Linked DNA regions of Mus musculus: region 2 is linked to region 1. The links are chromatin contacts, called in public Hi-C maps. All regions are on one chromosome and are shown on one strand. Each heading gives the region's core, a stretch centred on a gene start, on an enhancer-like site or on the middle of the called end of the contact. The rest is flanking DNA. Distances are from core to core; before and after follow the strand shown. Region 1 has its middle 27 kb from the start of Cdc7. Region 2 overlaps Tgfbr3 (transforming growth factor, beta receptor III).

Region 1 (4,344 bases), core at 861-3,360:
TATAGTCATATAATCAATCACACAAAAGACCACAATAAACAACCCTGCCTATGGAGTGGGTCCAACCAGCATCTATGAAAAGAAGATACTTTTTCTTACCCACAGATCTCCAAAGCTGGAGGTGTGTTGTGCCCAGACACTTTTATGTATCAATAGCAAAAGAACCTTCTAGTCACAAAGGCTTGAAACAGGGCATTTAGTTTCTGTTTCCATCTTCCCTGAGGTCCACATCTGGTTCTTCACCCATGTCCTGTTGGTTTGATCCTTACATTCCCCTCTACCTTATCCAGAAACAGCAGAGTTGTCTTCCAGCTGAATAGGAAAACTTGTGTCATTTTCCTGGTCAGAGTTCCTGGGGTGTCGCAGAGCACCATCTGTAGAGCTGAAACCCAAACTCCTTAGCTAGCATCTGAGACATTGTGAGTTCGACCCAACTCTCATTTCCTCCCTCAAGCCTTGGTGCCCTACACAGGAATATATCAACCATTTATTTTCATTGTATTTTAATACCTCCATGACCCTCTTAGGAACCACTAAGTCCTGATGCACACCTTTCAAAGCAACCCGTGCAGAGCCCATGCCTAACAGCACTGGGACAGGGCTCTCACAATTGAGGCACTTCCTCTAATCACTCCAGGGCTTTAGTGAAATTCTAGGCCATTGAGCCTGCTGCAGCTCAACCTTGCCAGTTTTGCACCCATTCCTTCGTTCCTACCCATCTTTTCACGTGCCCACCTCTTCTGTAACATATCAAAGTTTTAAGGTCCTGAAAAGAAAAGGATAGTGGAAAGGTAGGAGAAAACAGCTCCAAGCAAAGCAAGTATAACACCAACAAATAGTCACATAGTAAAACCCTGCTCCCCCTGCCCTCAAATCAATAAATACATTTATTTCAATTTGCCAGGTGTGGTGGTGCATACCAGTACTTCCAGCACTTGGAAGGCAGAGGCAGGTGGACCTCTGTGTTCAAGACCAATCTGGTCTACAGAGAGTGTTCTAGATCAGCCAACGCGCCACAGTGAGACACTGTCTCAAAAATAATAAATGGATAAATAAATAAATGAATGTACTGAGTGCCTGGTAATAGCACCAATAGATAGATAGAGATAGGTGAGAGAGAGATTATAGATATATGATGCATAGATGATAGATAGATGATAGATAGATAGATAGATGATTATTATAGATGATAGATGATAGATACATAGATGATTGATAAATGATAGATAGATGATAGAAGATAGATTGATAGATGATAGATGATTGATAGATTAGATGATAGATGATAGAAGATAGATAGATGATAGATGGATGGGTGGATGGATGGACAAACGGACAGACGGATGGATGGATGGACAGATGGATGGATGGATGGATGGATGAATGGATGGAGTGAATGCCTTGTATTCCCAGCACTGGGAGCAGAGATAAGCAGATTCCTTGCCAGTCATCCTAGCCCACATACTCAGTTCCAAGCCAATGACAGACCCTACCTCAAAGAGGGAGAGGGAATGTCACCAAAAGCCCAAGATTGTCCCGACTTCTCCTTACACAGGTACACATGTATGTGCAAAAAGTAAGAATGGGGAAAATGAAATTCTCTAAAGTTAATATCCAGCGAAAACTAAAAAGCTAAAGGCCATGTTTTTCTCCTTACTCCAATTTCATCATATGCTGGGAAATGTATGTATATATGTATGTATGTATGTATGTATACACACACACACACACACACACACACACACACACACACAGGAAGGGACACGGTGTTCTCATTTCCACCCACTGCATTCTTCCCAGCTGCCAGTTCTAACATCTGCCATCCCTTAAATGTGAAACGGAGCATCAGGTTTGAGGGCTCATGCAGTATTGCTAAGCCCCTACTTGCAACAAAAGTACAAATAGTCTCTGGGGAGAGAAGTCCCCACAGTGTCCTTATATCATCACATATGCTTATGAATGCTACAGATGTCGATTAGGCAGAAACTTCTGAAAGTCCCTGTGCACAAAGAGAAAGTTCTCCAGATTTCTCAATGGTGGGGCTAAGGCTAGAGTTCTTGGCTGATAACATTGCTATACAAGGAGAGTTTGCTGCAACATTTCGTAACTCAAGAGTGCAGGCCTGCGGCCACACTCTTACAACACAGTTGGATTCATCTCACACTGCGGTGAGGAGAGAGTGGGAGGAATTTAAACATTCTTAGCTTTGTTTGGATTATCAAAACAATTCCTCTTTATGGAGTGCACCAAGGTGTATCTCACGATCTGTCCAGGGCAAAAGACAGGTTAGGATCTGATGTGGAGGCAGAGAAACAAAGTGGTTTTGTCCCTGACTACACAGTGACTGGGAAGGCGGTCTGGGTGAAGGTACATAGAAAGGGGAGGCTGGAGAAGGAAATTAGAAGGAGGCAAATGGCAGAGAGGACAGACCCTGGGGGTGCTTTGAACATCCTCGCTGGAGCTTAGCATGGAAATACAGTGCTGGCAGATATGCCTCTGACCACTAATAGACAGAAGGGGGGTGCATTGGAGGGAGGAAATGAGCCCCCAAGCTTCAGGAGCGGCTTTCCTCCTTCCAGCTATGAAGGTGGGGGCAGGGAGGCGCTCAGCATTTCTGCTCATGCCCAAAGACTTAAAAAGATACACAGAGCTTCATTTCTAGAAGTCAACTGTCATTGACCTCAAAGAACAAAACACAAAAATATACCTCACTGCAGGCATGCTATGTGCTGAGCACTAGAGACCCAGAGGCACGTACATTAGACAGATAAAGCCTTGTTGTAGATGATAGACAGGAGGGACTGGTAATACGGTACAGGGGAGCCCGGGGAAGGAACACAGGTGAAAAGCCCGGGGTAGAGAATGGTTAAACCACCACCAGCTCTGTTTGCCTGAACACTTAGTTTTCTGTGAGAGTCGATGTTTTGTGTTTATGTCTTCAAAGTCTTACTGATAGATCCATCCAAGTGTCCCGGGCAGCTGCCTCACAGAACATGCCAAAGGAATTCCTGCCATCTGGTGGACAGAGGCAATGTCACCGTGCAGCTCCAGGGTCACAGCATCCAGATTCTGCTACCCTGAGTTAAGTCTGATACAGCTGGCTGTGGCGGCCCCGCACCCACAACCTCTGCACCAGGGAGGCGGAGGATCACTAGTTCAAGGCCAGTTTCCGTTACACGAGCTCCTGTGTAAACTTAAACAAACAAGGGTGCTGGAGAGTGGACCGGAAGTCCAGAGCACTTGCTCTTGCAGAGGTCCTGGGTTTGGTTCTCGGCACGCACGCCGTAGCTCAAACCATACTTAATTCCCATTCCAGGTGAGCTGACACCTTCTGTGGTGTACATGCATGCAGGCAAAATATTCATATGTGTAAAATTTAAAAATCTAAAAAAAGAAAATGAAAAGTCCGACTATAAATACCCTGATGTGCTTTATTCTTTTGTAATCATTGTTACCGATTTATTTTATTTTATTTTTATCTATGTGTGAGGGCATGTGTGTGTGAGTTCAGGTGCCCATGGAGGTACCATGGAGGTGCTGAGAACTGAACTTGGGTCCTCCGCAAGAGCACTAATTGTTCTTCCCTGCTGAGCCCCCACCCCCACCCCTCATCAGCCACTCAGATGTACTTAACAAAAGTTAAGGAAAAATATGCAAGAATGTTCTCAAGAAATTCAACCATGTCTGAAAGAGGACATGGAGAATGGCGAGGGGACGATAGAGAGCCCGCTGCATAGTTGTTCTGATGCTGTGTTTCGGGGCCACTTTTACCCCTCCAGACTGCAGGCACATAAAAGCGCTTTGCAGCTGAGATTCCTTTCAGTCTTGGCTCGCTCCTTCACTTCACACTCCTCCAATCAAAGTTTCTTTTTCAGTCGATAAAGGGTAAGCAAGGAGGCACTAAAACATTTCCCAGTTGTGCTGTTTATACTTTTAAGTGTGAATATCCGAGGTCCCACTCAATGCTCAGACACTCAGAGATACACGACCATCAGTCCCCAGCACAGATGGCCTCAGACGCCCATGTTCCGAGGAGAACATACTTTCAAAATTAACAAGTTGGAACGCACTTCTAACAACTTATATTACTCCCAGTTGATGGACTCGATTTTATAAATGCAATTTGGACTCAGAGATGTTAGACTTCTCAGAACAAACAAGCTTTGGGGACTGACGTGATACGTTTAGAATTGAAGCTATCTTTAAAAAAAAAAAAAAAAAAAAAAAGACTCCAGAAGAAGGGTCCTACATGTATATATCAAGTGTGGACATTTTTGCTTTTCCATGGTATTTTATACACACTGGCATTTTTTATTGTTGTGACATTTGACACAAGAGCAAGAG
Region 2 (4,344 bases), core at 719-3,218, 210 kb before region 1:
CTATCTACTGGAGGTGAAGGATGGGGTGGAGAAGGGAAGGGGAGGTCTTCTTTAATAGATAGCTTCAGCTCCCGTTGACGAGAGAGACTAGAGAAGATGCTTATGCATCTGAGATCCAAGACCAAAGCCAGCATCAGGCTCCCGGATCACTGGGTAGCCTCTTCCCTGGAGCCCAAACATCCCTCTGTGTACATTAACTTTGAATTTCTATTTGGTGACAGGTGTGTACATACCCCAGACCCTTTGTGGGTTTCATTTGCCTAGCCTTGGGCCTGCCACAGGGTCAATATCCGTGTGCTGGTTTAAGTGATCACTATCTTAAAGAGATGAGCCTTTGATTTCTGTGAGCGCGCACACACACAGGTTCTTTGGGGGAGAGGAGCAAAGAGATCCAGCTGAGAGCTGAAAATGAAAGGCAGAGTGGGGGAGGAGCATCGAGGGGGAGGGACATTGAGGGGGTGGGGCATCGAGTGCCCTGTATGCATCCATTCCCATTGTCATTTTAATGGTTGGCAGTTGTTTAGTTTTTTTTTGGTGAAGTTCGAGTTGAGATGTCTTGCTTATTATAAGTTTTAACAGAGCAGTGACTTTATTAAAGCCTTATATAAGTTTAGTACTTCACTAAGTCCAAAACAATACTTTGTAATTCTCTTTCCTGTTATGCCTCTCGGCCTGTTTCTGTATTTCTGTGTAGCAACAGTGTTGTCTTGGAGATCCAGATGTGTTTGAAGGTGCGGATGAGGCAGAGTAAGGAAGGCAGGTTGTCAGGAGGCCTGCGTGTCTGTGCTTCTGAGTGAGGCCTTTGGGTTGCCTCCTTCTCTTAAGTATTATTTTAATTCCCTTTTAAAAAAAAAAAAGTGTGTGTGTGTGTGTGTGTGTGTGTGTGTGTGTGTGTGTGTATGAGAGTCAGACGGACGGACGGACAGACAGACATGTGGGTGTGAGTGTGGAGGTAAGAGGACAATTTGGGAGACAGTTCTCTACTTTTGCTGTGGGTTCTAGTCTTTGGTCCCAGATTGCTGGACTTTAGGAAGAAGCACTTCTAATCACTGAGCAATCATGACCGCCATAGTTACTCTTCTTGTTGCTGTGACAAAATACCTGTGTGATGCCTCTTAGGGAAGAAGGCTCGCCTGTGCGCCCATGTGCTCACAAGGGAAACCACAGCAGTAGGAGCTGCTTCTGGCTTTTGTATCCGGTGCCTAAGGTCGATTGCTCACATCCTGGCTGACTGGGGCCCAGTATGCAACCTGAAGGCCCATCCTTAATGCTCCACTTCTGGGGCTGCAGCTTGGCCCCACCTCCCGAAGATTCCGCAACTCTTGGAGCAGCGTCACCAGCTGGACTCCAAATGCAAACCTTTTGGGGTCAGCATCCTGGAGAAACCTCAGAGCCGGCCCTTTCCTGTTTAGTGCACGTGTTGCTGTTTGTTTATGTTTCCTGCTTTCACAAGCTTGAAGAGCTACTCTTCCACCACTGGATATTAGGATAGCGAGACTCTAAATGGCAAGAGCGCCATTCTGAACGAGTATTTTTCTGAAAGAGTCTTGTTCATTTTAAATGCTGTTAAAGATCTAATTCTCAGTGTTTTAACTGGAAGCTGTTCAAATTTGCCAAATCATAAAATCTTTCAAAGCCTGCTCCAAGCTACATTTTATTGATTCAGCTTTCCTCCTATTTGCATTTTAAAAAGCCCAACTTGTTTTCTTATGGGGGAAGTGATTTGTGTGTGTTAGAGTACAGAGTGATAAACGAACCCGTGACTTGCCGTGAGCTTTTTAGGTGACTTGCCGTGAGCGTTTTAGGTGTGTTGTCGGAGCAACATACAAGGGTAATTTCGAGTCCAGTTTTGCCACGTGTCCTTATGTATGTTTCCCAAACACGTTTCCTGGCTTGGTACCGTGACTGTGCATACGGCCTACATGTGTTTCCTATTTTTTATGACTCATACTTACAGTACTCATAAAGATTTCTTCTTTATCTTGGCTCTGAGTAATGAGCCAGCTTGTACACTTCCAGCATAGATGTGGGCTGAGGGTTCTGCATGTAATCCTGAGGGAGGCCCCTTGTAGGCACAGTGCAGGAGTCTATACTTGCACTGTATAGTCTCTGTAAGTGCAGCTGTTTATAGGACTGCGCACTACTCCCGGTACCATTCAGAAACTATGCTTTTTGTTGATTTGCTGCACCTTTGTTTTCCAGATTTCCCCCCTGTCTTGGTCAGGCAGTTTTCTGCTAATGTGTGAGGCTGCCCCAGGGGTGGACAGGAGAGGCCAGTGCTCTCTTTCTGTTGCTTGCTGGTAACTGTGGTAAAGGGGTCAGTGGAAGGAAGGAATGGAAGTAATTAACTAAAATGACATTTATAACTTGTGGCCACAGACACAAGGGAGGGTCTCCTTGGCTTTAGAGAACTGTTCAGACCTGAGACACAATAGGACAAGGATGACAACTGATGTCAGGACAGCAGATTCCTCTTTCTTTCTCTCTCTACCCCCCTCCCCATTTGTCTCTCTGTCTCTCTCCTCTGTATCTCTGTCTTTCTCTGTCTCTCCTCTGTCTCCATCTCTGTGTATGTGTGTGTACCTGTGCCTGTGCACCCGCAGCTCTGTATGTATGTTACCGTAATGTAAAAGTCCTATGTCTTCGTAGGAGCTTTGCCCATAGGTACCAATGGTTCCTTCTTGGCCAGTGCTTCCAGGAAGTCCTCTCATATTGGTGCCTGACAGCTATTTAATATTTTTTCTAGCAAGTACATGAGTTGCTGTGTATTGTGATTGGCACACCAGGATTGCAGATTAATAGAATTTGCAGAAGATCAAATCCCCACGTAGAAGAGAAGACTGTCTTGTTCACTCTATTCACACTGTGGATTTATCTGTTTCTAACAGTGGTACACCTCCAGAGACATGCCTGTATCCCAACTCACCAAACATGTGAATGTTACTTTACACAGAGTCTGCAGATGTGATGAAGACCCTTTCAGTGGGGAGATTATCTGGGAGGCCCAAGTACTCTCACCAGTTTCCTTGTGAGATGCTATGAAATAGCCAGAAGTGGGGAAGCTGGTGTGACCCAGTAGACAGGGAGTAGAGGGATGGGGTCACAAACCAAAGAAGGCACCCTCACCAAGGTACTGGACGAGACACCAGAAATGTTTCTCCAAGAGCCCATGGAGGGGCATCTCTGAAGACACCTTGGCTTTGGCCCAGCAATGCTGACTGGGGAATTCCAGCCTTAAACACATCAAGAGAATAAATTTCTGTTGTTTTATGTCATTAGGTTTTTGGTTAGTTGGCATGGCAGCCACTTGAGCTGAATATTATATTTTATCTAGTTTGGAGAATTATCCTGAGTTCCACTCAGCTCCGTTTTCTCAAGTTTGTTCCCTCCACGTGTCTCCCATTTCTGAAAAGAACACTCCCAACCACTCGTGACAACCCCAACCCCTGGTGTTACCTATGACTTCCAGGTTTCCTCAAATCCAGTCCCATTTCTTCTATCATGGGACTCTATTGTGAATCTGACTGCCTTTGGCCTTTACCTGTGGTTTGAACCACCATGTTTATATTTGAAATATGGCCATTTCTGACCCAGTCTTTTGAGCATTCAAGGTCTGGGATAGAGTGCTCACATTGGAAACTAAGTTTCTTGCTTTGGCCCAAGTTACTTTTCTCTGCATTGTTTCCTGGGATAATGTTACAATCTGCTTCCTGGGTCGCTATGGCAAAGAAGTATTTAAAAAAAAAAAAAAAAAAAAAAAGACAGAACAGTAGCTGGAATCAAACCAGCACCCAATAAATGCCAGTCACTATCTTTATAGGCTAATACGATCTATTCTCTGAACAACAGCCAACACGATTTTTTAAAAGCTTCGGCCCTATCACAAAACCCATCCGTTCAGCTTTCTAAGATGGTTCCTCATCATTTCTAGAGTGGCATCTGCCTAGAAGTGTGGGAAGCCACATGTGCCGTTGCAGAGTGACGCTGACTACTGCTGGCCACCACGCATAAGTTTGGACAAACAACCAATGTGTACATATGCAGTAAAGCTTTTTGCCAAGACACTGCCTGACCCGGGCATGATAATGAAGCTTTGAGAATATAACCAATCAGATGTGAGACATGCAAATGAGGTATGATAATGAGGCTCTGTGAGGAACAGAGAGAGAGAGAGAGAGAGAGAGAGTAGCCAATCAGATGAGGAACATGCAAATGAGGCATAGTGCATAACCAATCCGGGTGTGAGGCATGCCTCTCCTAGGCCTATATAAGCAGCACCAGTTCTGGGCTCAGGGTCTCTTCGCCTCTGCAATCAAGCTCTCCCAATAAACGTGTGCAGAAGGA

What was found. Hi-C and Micro-C count contacts between places; a contact is called where the count stands out from the background.
Region 2: a Hi-C map of uterus shows a contact between it and region 1, with 2.6 times the contacts expected there. The contact joins two enhancer-like sites. A contact is called at or near these places in 1 of 39 promoter capture datasets (the 3T3-L1 cell line), 3 of 15 datasets of contacts at CTCF or cohesin (the NIH/3T3 cell line and large pre-B cells), 9 of 484 Hi-C or Micro-C datasets (3T3-L1-derived adipocytes, adipose-derived mesenchymal stem cells, brown adipocytes and 5 more), 5 of 115 datasets of contacts at active chromatin or transcription factors (the NIH/3T3 cell line, acute myeloid leukemia, astrocytes and 2 more) and 2 of 9 other capture datasets (adipose tissue and embryonic stem cells).

What each region holds. Positions count from the first base shown.
Region 1 is chr5:106,989,532-106,993,875 of GRCm38.p6, reverse strand. No RefSeq gene overlaps it. Among named protein-coding and RNA genes, the nearest start is that of Cdc7, 27 kb to the right of the region's middle. Within about 2 kb of position 2,110, at least 69 of the 459 cell types and tissues checked have an H3K27ac peak or open chromatin away from gene starts, as enhancers often do. A contact at or near this core is called in 3T3-L1-derived adipocytes, the NIH/3T3 cell line, acute myeloid leukemia and 4 more, where this site is marked.
Region 2 is chr5:107,198,070-107,202,413 of GRCm38.p6, reverse strand. The region is part of intron 3 of Tgfbr3 (transforming growth factor, beta receptor III); the gene reads left to right. Among named protein-coding and RNA genes, the nearest start is that of Tgfbr3, 89 kb to the left of the region's middle. Within about 2 kb of position 1,968, at least 120 of the 459 cell types and tissues checked have an H3K27ac peak or open chromatin away from gene starts, as enhancers often do. A contact at or near this core is called in 3T3-L1-derived adipocytes, the NIH/3T3 cell line, acute myeloid leukemia and 4 more, where this site is marked.